Linked DNA regions of Sus scrofa: all the other regions are linked to region 1. A link is a contact called in public HiChIP or PLAC-seq data. All regions are on one chromosome and are shown on one strand. The core of a region is the stretch at or near the end of the contact, and the rest is flanking DNA. Distances in the headings are between cores, read along the strand shown.

What was found. HiChIP or PLAC-seq counts read pairs in DNA pulled down with a chosen protein or histone mark.
Region 2: an H3K27ac HiChIP or PLAC-seq map of alveolar macrophages shows a contact between it and region 1. The contact joins the promoter of FPGT here to the promoter of CRYZ in region 1. A contact is called at or near these places in 1 of 5 promoter capture datasets (liver), 1 of 47 Hi-C or Micro-C datasets (skeletal muscle) and 1 of 2 datasets of contacts at active chromatin or transcription factors (alveolar macrophages).
Region 3: a contact with region 1 is called in an H3K27ac HiChIP or PLAC-seq map of alveolar macrophages. The contact joins the promoter of RABGGTB here to the promoter of CRYZ in region 1. A contact is called at or near these places in 1 of 5 promoter capture datasets (liver), 1 of 47 Hi-C or Micro-C datasets (heart right ventricle) and 1 of 2 datasets of contacts at active chromatin or transcription factors (alveolar macrophages).

What each region holds. Positions count from the first base shown.
Region 1 is chr6:138,433,583-138,436,929 of Sscrofa11.1, reverse strand. It overlaps CRYZ (crystallin zeta), which reads right to left and starts at 1,525. Exons shown (of 10, transcript NM_001044584.1): 1 at 1,477-1,525. It overlaps TYW3 (tRNA-yW synthesizing protein 3 homolog), which reads left to right and starts at 1,635. Exons shown (of 6, transcript NM_001044583.1): 1 at 1,635-1,880. The coding sequence starts at 1,707.
Region 2 is chr6:138,948,207-138,951,777 of Sscrofa11.1, reverse strand. FPGT (fucose-1-phosphate guanylyltransferase) reads left to right here and starts at 1,438. Exons shown (of 4, transcript NM_001204852.1): 1 at 1,438-1,582; 2 at 2,946-3,113. The coding sequence starts at 1,501. It overlaps LRRIQ3 (leucine-rich repeat and IQ domain-containing protein 3), which reads right to left and starts at 1,493. Exons shown (of 6, transcript XM_021096482.1): 1 at 1,179-1,493.
Region 3 is chr6:137,532,355-137,536,250 of Sscrofa11.1, reverse strand. It overlaps RABGGTB (Rab geranylgeranyltransferase beta subunit), which reads left to right and starts at 2,119. Exons shown (of 11, transcript NR_145513.1): 1 at 2,119-2,139; 2 at 3,514-3,621.

The DNA.
Region 1 (3,347 bases), core at 276-2,775:
CTCCCTAGCAGAGGATCCCTGTGAAGACTAACTGCAACAGCACATGGTGAGTGCTTCAGAACAGCCTGGCTGCTCTAAGCTCTACTCTTCAGAATAAATCATGTGCAGTCAGTAGCACGCTTGTCACACTGTGTGTGTGTTTTTAATTAAGCTCAACTTGAAATGGGTTTTTCTATTTATCAAATATAAAGAATTATTTACAGCACCTTGGTTTAACGTTTGGTTTTACTTTTCATCTATGGAAGGTTGCCAAGCATACTTTGCAAATGGAGGAAAAACAGAATTTAAAATTTGTTCTCAGTGGTCTCTTCCAAGCTATGCTTAAATGAAAATTAAAGGGAGCGGAAATTGTTGGAAATCCATTTTAACACAGAATGAACAGATCAGTTCACAAAGCTGAAGCAAAAGCACATTATGAGAAAAGCAAAAGAAATTCTTAAATAACACTTAAATCAGAATATCTAGCAAAAAAAAAAACTTGTAAAGAAAAATCAATCATTACAAAATGTGCCTCTGTTGATTAAGAATTACTTGGGTATGTATATTATTTATTAGTCTTAACCTAGAAAAAAATTAAAAGTAGACAAAACTCTTCTGGCTAGGTGACCTTGTCAGGTAACTTCACTGACCTGGATCTCAGACCCTACTTCAGATAGGAAGGGGTGGAGGAGGAGCTGAATAGATAATTATTCGAAACCCCTCCAGGTATTCTGATGAAAAGACTTCTGCAACTGGCAGAGCTGGGGGAGCAGAGCTCAGGGGAATTTATTTCTGCTGACCAGACAGGCGTGGCGCTTCCCAGTGGCTTCGGGTGGGAATCACGCAACCATTTCCACTTGCTGAGGACAAACAGTGCAAACTTTAGCCTTGAAGTGGTTCAATCATTAACACACCTTCCTTGGTCTCTGAGATAAGTCTTCTCTAAGAACTGGTTTAATATTTAACGATGTTAACAGAGTATTATGTAATTTTAATTCTTCTGAAGATCCTCCCCGTTGGGGGCCACGAGGGTGGTGGTGAAAAAAATCAACACATTTCTCTCCAAAAGTAAGACGGCAACTCTGAAAGCAAAGCAAGAGCAAAGGCCTGACAGAAAAGCAATGGGAACTCGAAAGGAGAAATGGGCTCCTCCAGCTGGCGGTGGGCTGGGGGCCACAGCGGCCGCGCGCGGCCGCAGGAAATCACAGCCCGGGCAGGGGTGCAGGGAAGTCAAGCGGGGAGCAGGCCGGGGGAGTATCAACGGGCACCCAGCAGTGGGGCGGAAACGATGACCCTTGCTGGAAAGTAAAGCTGAGCCCCCAGGACCAGCAAGTAAAACTGCCTTGGTGACTTGCAGCCCCTGGAAGGGAACGACTTTAGCCACCAACTCCATATTCACCGATTCCCCTGGAAGACGGAATACGGGGCAGGAGTGCAGTCAAAATTCAGCTCGGCTCCTTTAGGACCAGCGGCGGGGAAACTCCTTTAACCACTTACCCGGGTCTAGAGTGAGAAACCAAAACTTGCGACAATTCCCTCAGATGTCAGGCGGGAAAGGGGCGGGCCCGGCCGGCGCTGTGATTTCAGGCTCCACCTCGCCCCGCCCCCAGGGGCGGGCCCGAAAAGGTAGTTTGGACCTTTTCGGCCACCACTGGCTGCTACAATATGGCTGCACCCAGGGAAAGGCTAGGCTAACGTGAAAGTACAGACCCTAGCTCTCTCGTCGTATGGATCGGAGGGCAGAGTTCAAGAGATGGAAGGCGCAGTGTCTAAGCAAAGCGGACTTCAGCCGGAAGGGCTGTGTGGACGAGGATGTGGTAGAGATCGTGCAGCTCCTGAATGGTCGAGAACAGTTTTTCACTACCAGTTCCTGCGCTGGCCGCATCATCCTTCTAGAGCAGGTGAGGACCCTTCTTGATGTCTTTGCAGCGGCTGCCTTGTAGTGTGCAAAACCGGGAGCCCCGTGCCTACTCAGTGTAACACTTTGTTTGGCTTTGTCCTTCTGATTCGTGGTCTCGGTCACCACCCCCCCCCCACACACACACCGCTTTTTAGGATCGCTCTCGCGGTATACGGAAATTCCCAGGGTAGGGGTCAAATCGGAGCTGCAGCTGCCGGCCTACACCACAGCCGCAGCAACACTAGATCCGGGCCGCGTCTGCCACCTACACCGCAGCTCACTGCAACTATGGATCCCCACCACCTAGAGAGGCCAGGGATGAACCCGCATTCTCGTGGATACTAGTGGGGTTCGTTTCCGCTGCTCCACAATTGCAATTTCTTGGTTTCTTTATCAAGGCAAACGAGAGGGTTACTTAGACCAGTGTTTCTAACATTTTAATGTGTCTTTTAATCACTTGGAGATATTTAAAAATACATTCTGGTTCAGTAGGTTTAGGAAGGGCCTAATCTGCATTTCTAACAAGCCCCCAGGTGATGCTGGAACTGTTGGCCTGGGGATGCTCTAGATTGCAAAAGTTAGAGGAATACTAAGGGAATTTTAAAACTTTACAGCTTGGCAAGGCGTCTGTCTTCTTGTCAACCGCTCAACAAAATCATTGTGAACTTTTTGTAGTTTGTCTTGATTAAGAAGCTGGCTGCCTCCTAGTGGTTCACTCCGTTGTTACAGCTCTGGTAATTTTTACCTTACCTGAAGCGTACAGTAGTATATAGTCTGAGATAGTGGTTAGTCCCTCAGGCTTTCGAGTGATACTGCTAGATTCTAAACCAGTTATGCGAATTACTGGCTATGTGAATTTAGGGAAATTATCTAAACATAGGCCCTTCCTGTTCCATGAACTAAGAATAATAAAGAGTATCCACTTCATAGGGATTTTATGTAGAGGAAATGGGGTAATTTATTTGAAACCTTTCGCATCGTGCCTGGCATATTAACTGCACTATAAAAGTTAGCTGTGTGTTAATTTTAACATTAGGATTGAATTCAGAGCATGAAAGACAGCACACTCATAAACCCATTCTTTCAATCTCTCGCTGACAGATCATTTGATGGTTTCCCAGGTTACCAGCCTGTTGTTCATTCTTATATGGCTTCCTCCTGAGCACTCCTGCTCAGCTTGCTCTCTGTTTTCCCCCATTTCTACTGTCCTGTCTTACTTAGATTTCTGTAGGGGGTTTTTTCCTAACGGGTCACTGAACTACCAGTCCCTCTACCCTAAATCATGTTACATACACACTGTTAACAGATACCCCTTTCTAAAAGCAGTACTCTGCTTGTCACTCATCTATGCTGAAATACTCTAGTACACCTTTCACCTCTGTTACCCACTATGGCTGTTCATCTTAATCTGTTACTGAAACTGAACTATACTCTTTTTCCTCTGGATATTTACCTACCTTTGCTTTTG
Region 2 (3,571 bases), core at 189-2,688, 510 kb before region 1:
TCACCTATTTGGCAGCTGCTATAGCCTCCAATCCATTCTCCCTATTTCCATCCTTGCTCTGCCCTCCACTACAGTCTATTTGTACATTTCTGTGAGCTCCTTTCAAACACAAGGGAAGATACCTAAAAACCCTGCAATGGCTTTGTTTCAATTAGGAGAAAAAAAAAATCCTTTCTTTAGGCTGTTGTCATCTCCCCCACCTTTTCTCTTAATACTTTCCCTTTTTTTCACTCCTCTTCTATATTTTCCAAGTGTTCTTAATAATGTTTGGTTTTTTAAAGTTTTATTAACAAAAAAGAAGCTTTTAAACAATAAAACTATGAGAGTAATCTCTCTTTTACCTCAAATGCTTTCTAAGTACAGAATTAAATACCAAAGTCTTTAGAAGAAAAAACTAAGTTAAGTTCATGGTAAGAACTTGTTAAGGACTTGAATGCCTATGTTCCTAATGAAAACTTTAATGAAGACAAGTTTTTCAAATAAGCTAAATTGTATTGTGTGGGAGAATGATTTCTGAGTTTGGAATACCTTGTTTAAATTTTCCCTCTACTACTTACTAATTGTGAAACCTTGACTATGTCACTATCCTCTGATTCATAGCTCTCTTATGTGCAAAGATGACTAGAATAACCTGTGAAAATCATCATAAACTTGATGCTTTACAAGAGAAGAAATGTACCTATTTATAGCTACCAAAAACATCCAATAGGGCTGACTATTCCTCCAAATGCTATGGAAAGTTCTAGATTAACCTCTGTATACAAAAGGATGCCAGAGAAACAACCAAAATCTCACAAAGTATAAGGGCCTGACTGCAAAATTTTACACAACTTCTCAAAGCCTATTAAGTGATCTTAAAACTGAGAGAGGTAGAGAGGCTTACTCTTTAGTAACAGCAAGGGAAGAGAAGCCACAAAGCTATGGTTCCTGAAATACAGATTTTAAAAGTTCTGACTGTGTAACTGGAACTGGGGTTGCTGCAGATGACTTCATAAGACGACCCAGGAGGCAGAAATTAACTGTCAAGAGGTCCTTGGGAACTGCTCCTGGTTAAAACAAACCAAGCGTTTCAAAGGACGAATCTCTTTTGAGAGAACGCTAGCAGCTGGGGTGTAATTTCGACCTCTCCTTAAGTGGATCAGTTCTCGCAATTTCGTCGCCCGGCCGGAACCACTCACCGGGTCTTCAGGGCTGCAAGGCCTTAAAAGTTGGGAACAAGCGGCCCAGACCCCACAAGTTCGGACAAATCGCTAGGTGGCCATCTATCCGTTCCAGACACCGTTGCTAGGGTAACAAGGCAAACCTTCGGGCTCGCCGGGTCTTGTTTTTTCCCCAGGTAGGCCAGAGAGCTTCGGGGGCGTGGTTACGTGAGAGACGCACGTAGGGGGCGGGACAGAGGCGAAACCGGACCAAAGACGCGGTTACGTTCCAGGACGCATGCGTGCGGTGTTGGGCTGCGGGATACCTGGAAGTCTTCAGCAGTTTTGCGGGGAGTGAGCTATGGCAGCCGCAAGTGCCCCTTTAGGCGTATCTTTGCAAGAAGCCACCCAGCGAAGGTTGCGGAGATTTTCAGAGCTGAGAGGTACCAAAGAAGGAACCCCAGCTCTCCTCGGCAAAGAACAGGGAGGGTGCTTTTCGTGCTGGGATATTTGCTGGACTAGCACTTCCTTTTGCGGGCCTAGGGCGCTGGTGCCGGCTTAGCTAAGCCTCCTACTGAGATTTTTATTCTTCTATCACTGTACTTCTACCACTGTGATACCTAATGTTACTTTCTTCATGTTTATGCTAATCGTATATACATATATGTGTGTATATGTATATATGTATATGTGTGTATATGTATATATGCGTATTTAAAAGGGAGGAGGGAGAAGAAAAACAATATTCTAACTAGTGAAGTTATAAATCCAAGTTACTCACTTGTTTAGTTCATTAAAAACAAAAAGCTATTTTAAATAAACCTAAAAGACAGGAAACATTGTGTTTTAACCCTTACAAATCTGATTGTAACTATCTTCCACCCCCTACCTACTTAACCAGTTTGCTCCATAATGTGAACACTTACAAAGTGAAAAATGAAACAATATGGAGAAATTAAGAATTAAAAATTAAAAGGGGTAAATTTGTTGCAAAAAAAATTAAGACTGTACCACTTGTTTCTTGTACAACTTTCTAATTGGTTATATTTTTCTTGACGTTACTACCTTAAAAATAGAGGAAATAATACTTGATGATGGTAAAAGGTTTAGGAACATCAGATTAACAAGTTCTTATTTGTTAACTAATAAAAAACTTTATTCATCTCGTTTATCAAGAAGAGCTTGCAACTGTCAACCGAAAGTTCATTCTGTCTTTTAATGTGTTCATTAGGGAGTTAGGAACTTTTCTGTTATCCAGAATTTGGTGTCATTCTCTAGTAGCCTTTGTAAACTTGCATGACTCATCTTAAGGTAATAAAAAATAAAATACCCACATTTATAAACAGCAGCATTGTAGAAATGGATCCTTGGGTTTAATCTTTCTCAGCCAACAAACATTAAGTGGTCCTTGTTGTGAAAAATGATTTTCAAAGCTTGAGATTCATTTATTCCTTTGTTTCCTCTTTTTATTTAAGAATTGAGTTCATCTTTGACAAGTTAAACTACTTCTCTTAGACAAGAAACATTACAACTTTCAGAAAATCTAAAAAAATGGCACTAAGACCGTAAAAGGAGCAAGTAATCTAAAGGAGAAAAAAACAAAACAAAAACCCTAGAGTTTGTGAATAATTCTTAGCAGAACTATGAATCTTATTAGGTGGCCACTCATTATTCCCTAATTTCAAAAGCAGAAGATACATTTACAGAGAGATTGTTACCTCTTTTCTCCCTCTTTCCAAATAGGTAAACCTGCAACAGCTAGAGAATTCTGATAATATTTACCATTTCCTTGCTTCTTCCACATAGGCAAACCTGTGGCAGCTGGAGAATTCTGGGATATTGTTGCAATAACAGCAGCTGATGAAAAACAGGAGCTTGCATATAAGCAACAGCTGTCAGAAAAGCTGAAAAAAAAGGAGTTACCCCTTGGAGTTCAATATCTTGTTTTTGTTGATCCCGCTGGAGCCAAAATTGGTATGCATTTATGGTCAGATTTATGTCATAAGTTGTGGGCAGAATAATCATTGAAGAAGAACTTTCCTTTGGCTTACAGTTTATAAACTTTGTATCTTTCTGTCCATAGTCTTTACAGACTTTAAAAATTTTAATGCACTATTTTTTGAAAAAGATAAAAGCATGGCAACTCTTTACACATTATGGACTAAACATGAATAACTTCCAAAATGCTGTGTTAATTGAGAGAGAACTTTATTAGTCACAATAAAATTTGCTCAGATGGTGAATATTCCTTTGGACCTTATTAGTAGGGCTCCTAAGGTCCTTCCAACTCCACAGTTGCTTTGTTCAGAAATTTAGATGAAGAGAGCAAATCAGGAAAAATATATATTTGGCCTCTTGGGACCACAATGTAGAATGCAAAAGAGCACAGTCTAAATGGAATAAATATTATAGATGTTTACTTTTAAAAAACC
Region 3 (3,896 bases), core at 870-3,369, 900 kb after region 1:
CATGAGGACACAGGTTTGGTCCCTGGCCTTGCTCAGTGGCTTAAGGATCCGGCATTGCCAGGAGCTGTGGTGTAGGTAGCTCAGATTTGACCCCTAGCCTGGAAACTTCCATATGGCCCTTCTACAGGTATGGACCTAAAAAGAAAAAAAAACCCACAGAAAACCAGCATTTAACTGTGCTTTGACTGTGGGCAGAACAGCTCTCAGAGATTTCCAAGTTGCTCTTCCCAAGTTATAACATCTCAAATTTAACTCTAATAAAAAATTCCATATCTTTCTCAGATTGATATCTTTCTCAGATTGAGTGATTGATTTTTTGGCAGCACCATTTAACAAGATAGACTTTTTTTTTTTTTTTTTTGGTTGTGCCCATGGCATATAGAAATTTCTGGGCCAGGGACCAAACCCACACTGGAGCGGGGACTCAAACTGCTGCAGTGACAAGGCCAGATCCTTAACCTGCTGTGCCATAAAGGAACTTTCAAGGAAGACTTTTTGTGGTCTTTTGTCTATTCAGGGTTGCACCTGCAGCATGTGGTGCTAGGGTCCAATTGGAGGTGTAACTGCTGGTCTACACCACAGCCACAGCAATGTCAGATCCAAGCCACATCTGTGACCTACACCACAGCTCACAGCAATGCAGGATCCTTAACACACTGAGCAAGGCCAGGGATCAAACCTGTGAACCCACAGATAGTAGACAGGTTTGTTAACCACTGAGCCACGACAGGAACTCCAAAGAAGAATTTTTCTGGGGGGAGGGGTCTTTTCTGGGGCCACACTGACAGCATATGGAGGTTCCTAGGCTAGGGGTCGAATCCAAGCTGTAGCTTCAGGCCTAGGCCAGAGCCACAGCAGTGCAAGATCTGAGCCATGTCTGCAGTCTACACCACAGCTCACGGCAATGCCGGATCCTCAACCCACTGAGCGAGGCCAGGGATCAAACCCACAACTTCATGGTTCCACTGAGCCATGACGGGAACTCCCAAGGAATAATTTTTAAGATAAAAATTATTAGGGCTAGAAACATCATCACTTAATGATAAGTGGCTTGACTCACCAGAAATAGATAGTTCTAAACTTAACATGCATTTAGTAATACATGTTATCCTAGCCTCAAACTATACCTGGGGATAGCAATTGAACTAAGAGAGAAATAATGAAATCTATCATCATAGTGGATTCAATATTTTCTCAGTTATTGATAGCTCACACATATCTCTGCGTAAGGAATTCTTCCCCAAATTCTTACTTTTCAGGTTTTTTTTTTTCGTCTTTTGAGGGCCACACCCTTGGCATATGGACGTTCCCACGTTAGGGGTCTAATTGGAGCCATAGCTGCCAGCCTACGCCACAGGCAAGCCAGATCCCAGCGGAGCAAGGTCTGCGACCTACACCACACCTCCAGTGGAGGCAACGCTGGATCCTTAACCCACTGAGCGAAGCCAGGCATATAATCCACAACCTCGTGGTTCCTAGTTGGGTTTGTTTCTGCTTCGCCATGATGGGAACTCCTGAAAAAAAAAAAAATTTAAGAGTAGGTGCCAGTATTTTCTGGTAGGTGCTCAAAATACTTTTAAGGATTAAAGTCCTAAGAAAGCACAGTTACAAATAGCTGCATTAACACACCTAGCAAAGCTGAATTCGATGGAAAGCTTATAAGAAGCATAACGGTGTTTCCTTTTCAAAAACAATCTCCAAATATTGCAAATATTAGAACTTCCTGAAAGAGGAGGGAGTAGGTGAGAGTTAGCTAATAAGAGCTGAATGTGAATATTTATTGCACACGTAATTACGGTGCAACTCTATTTATTACCAGGCATTTCAAAGATCCTCAACAATAAACGATTTCTTAAAAGTTATGCAGATATTTAAACATTACTTAAAACAGTTTTAGATAAAACGGCGGTGTTTAAGGGACAAGAAAACGGGCTTAGAGACTTTAAGCACAGGCAGCGAGGACAGCCATGAGCAGCCGATGGGGTCCTAGAGCAGCCTCGGGATCCCTCTTTCCTTCAGGCGGGAATGTGGTCACCTAAGTCTGGGCGCGGAGGGGACCTGAGAGACGCTTCTGGGCAGGCGCGTGCTGCCTAAATCCGCCCACGAAAGAGCCAAGTTCTCTTTTCGCTGTCAGACATGGTGAGTGTGGACGTGTATTGCATTGCTGTCCGGATGGCTCGGGAGGAGCCTGGGAAGGGTGATATTAAGCATTTTAGTCACCGGTGGGTTGTTTACTAAATATTGGAGAATGGTCGCGTTAAGATAGAGGTCTTGGGAGTATTTTTGAGAGCGGGAGAGAGGGTGAAGTATTATTCAGCGTTTTCTGCAGGCCTTGCATGCGTCGTTGCCGCCTCTGATTTTATTCAGACTTCCTGCTATCGGTCGGGCCTCCTGGTTCAACAACCGGATTTCTTAATTTCCTCCTAAAAACTGGGCAAGTCGGTAGTACCTTTTTCCTTCTATATGTAGGTTGAAGCATATATATATATATATATATATGTATGCGTTAGAATTATTATCCAATGTAATAAATGGAGTAATAAAATTAAAAAAGAATTATTTAAGATCTTTAGAATGATTAGCGGTACGATCTTGTTGACCTAGTAAATTTTAATGGGCAATGGGCTAGACAAGAAATTGACTATTATTTTTTTGTTTTGTTTTGTTTTCTTTTTAGGGCTGCATCCATGGCATAGGAAAGTTACCAGGCTAGGGGTCCAATCAGAACTGTAGCTGCTGGCTTATGATACAGCCACAGCAATGTGGGATCCAGGCCTAATCTGCGACCTACACAACTCGGAGCAGTGCCTGATCCCTAACCCAATGAGGAAGGCCAGAGATCGAACCCACATCCTCATGGATGCTAGTTGGATTCTTTCTGCTGAGCCACAACGGGAACTCTGAGAAATTCACTATTTTATTATTGATAACTGTTGTGACCTACTTCAAATAAAACAGTAAAGTACAGTCTTAGATATAGATCAGAAATGTGGATAACTAGAGCAGCATTCTCGTCCCTTGGGGACTTGTTGCATTTGGGGAAACAGGCTAAAGCTGGAGAAGGTGAGTCTAAAGGGACTGCTTCCTTGATAAATAACCTTTGAGGTATATGGAAGGTGCTTCGAAGTTCCCAGAATTTATACAATTTCTAGAGTTAAACTTCATTAAAGCACTTAACTCAAATTATGGAATAAATAGATTTTTATTTTATTTTGGTGTTCTGTGTGAAAGATAAAGACAGATGAAGGTAGTATTTTTGGGTCGATGATGAGCTGGCATGTATTCTGAATCTAAAGTTGATTAGTACTACTTTAGCTCTAGAATTACTCTGAGACCTGAAAAATACTTGGATCTTTATGAAGGACTTTAGTGCCTTGGTTTTTCTTGGCCAGATAATTTTAAATTGAAAGTTTTCATTTGGCAACACGAAATAAAAAGTTCAGATGTATATTGAACACATGCTCTGGGGTCAAATATTAAGAGATAACTTATGAAATCAATTTATTGTGGAAGGGTACACCGCAGAAGGATGTCATTATCAAGTCAGATGCACCTGACACCCTATTCCTGGAGAAGCATGCAGATTATATTGCATCCTATGGCTCAAAGAAAGATGATTACGTATGTATGCTTTTATGTTGAAAAGTTTATACTCTTAAAGATGTAGACCATTCTGTAAATAGATCAGTATGGACCATGTTGGTATCTAACTCCTGCGTGCCAAAGCCTGAAGCTGTATCCTTGAGTATAGTGAATGCACCTTTGGATATCTGTTGAGGGACCATGGGAATTAACCATGTTTCTTACTTTGGTAGGCAAAGTAGATTCCCATTCGGCCCAGATCTGTATGAATTATGAAGTACGGACTAGATTACTATTTTTGTAGTTTAGACAAT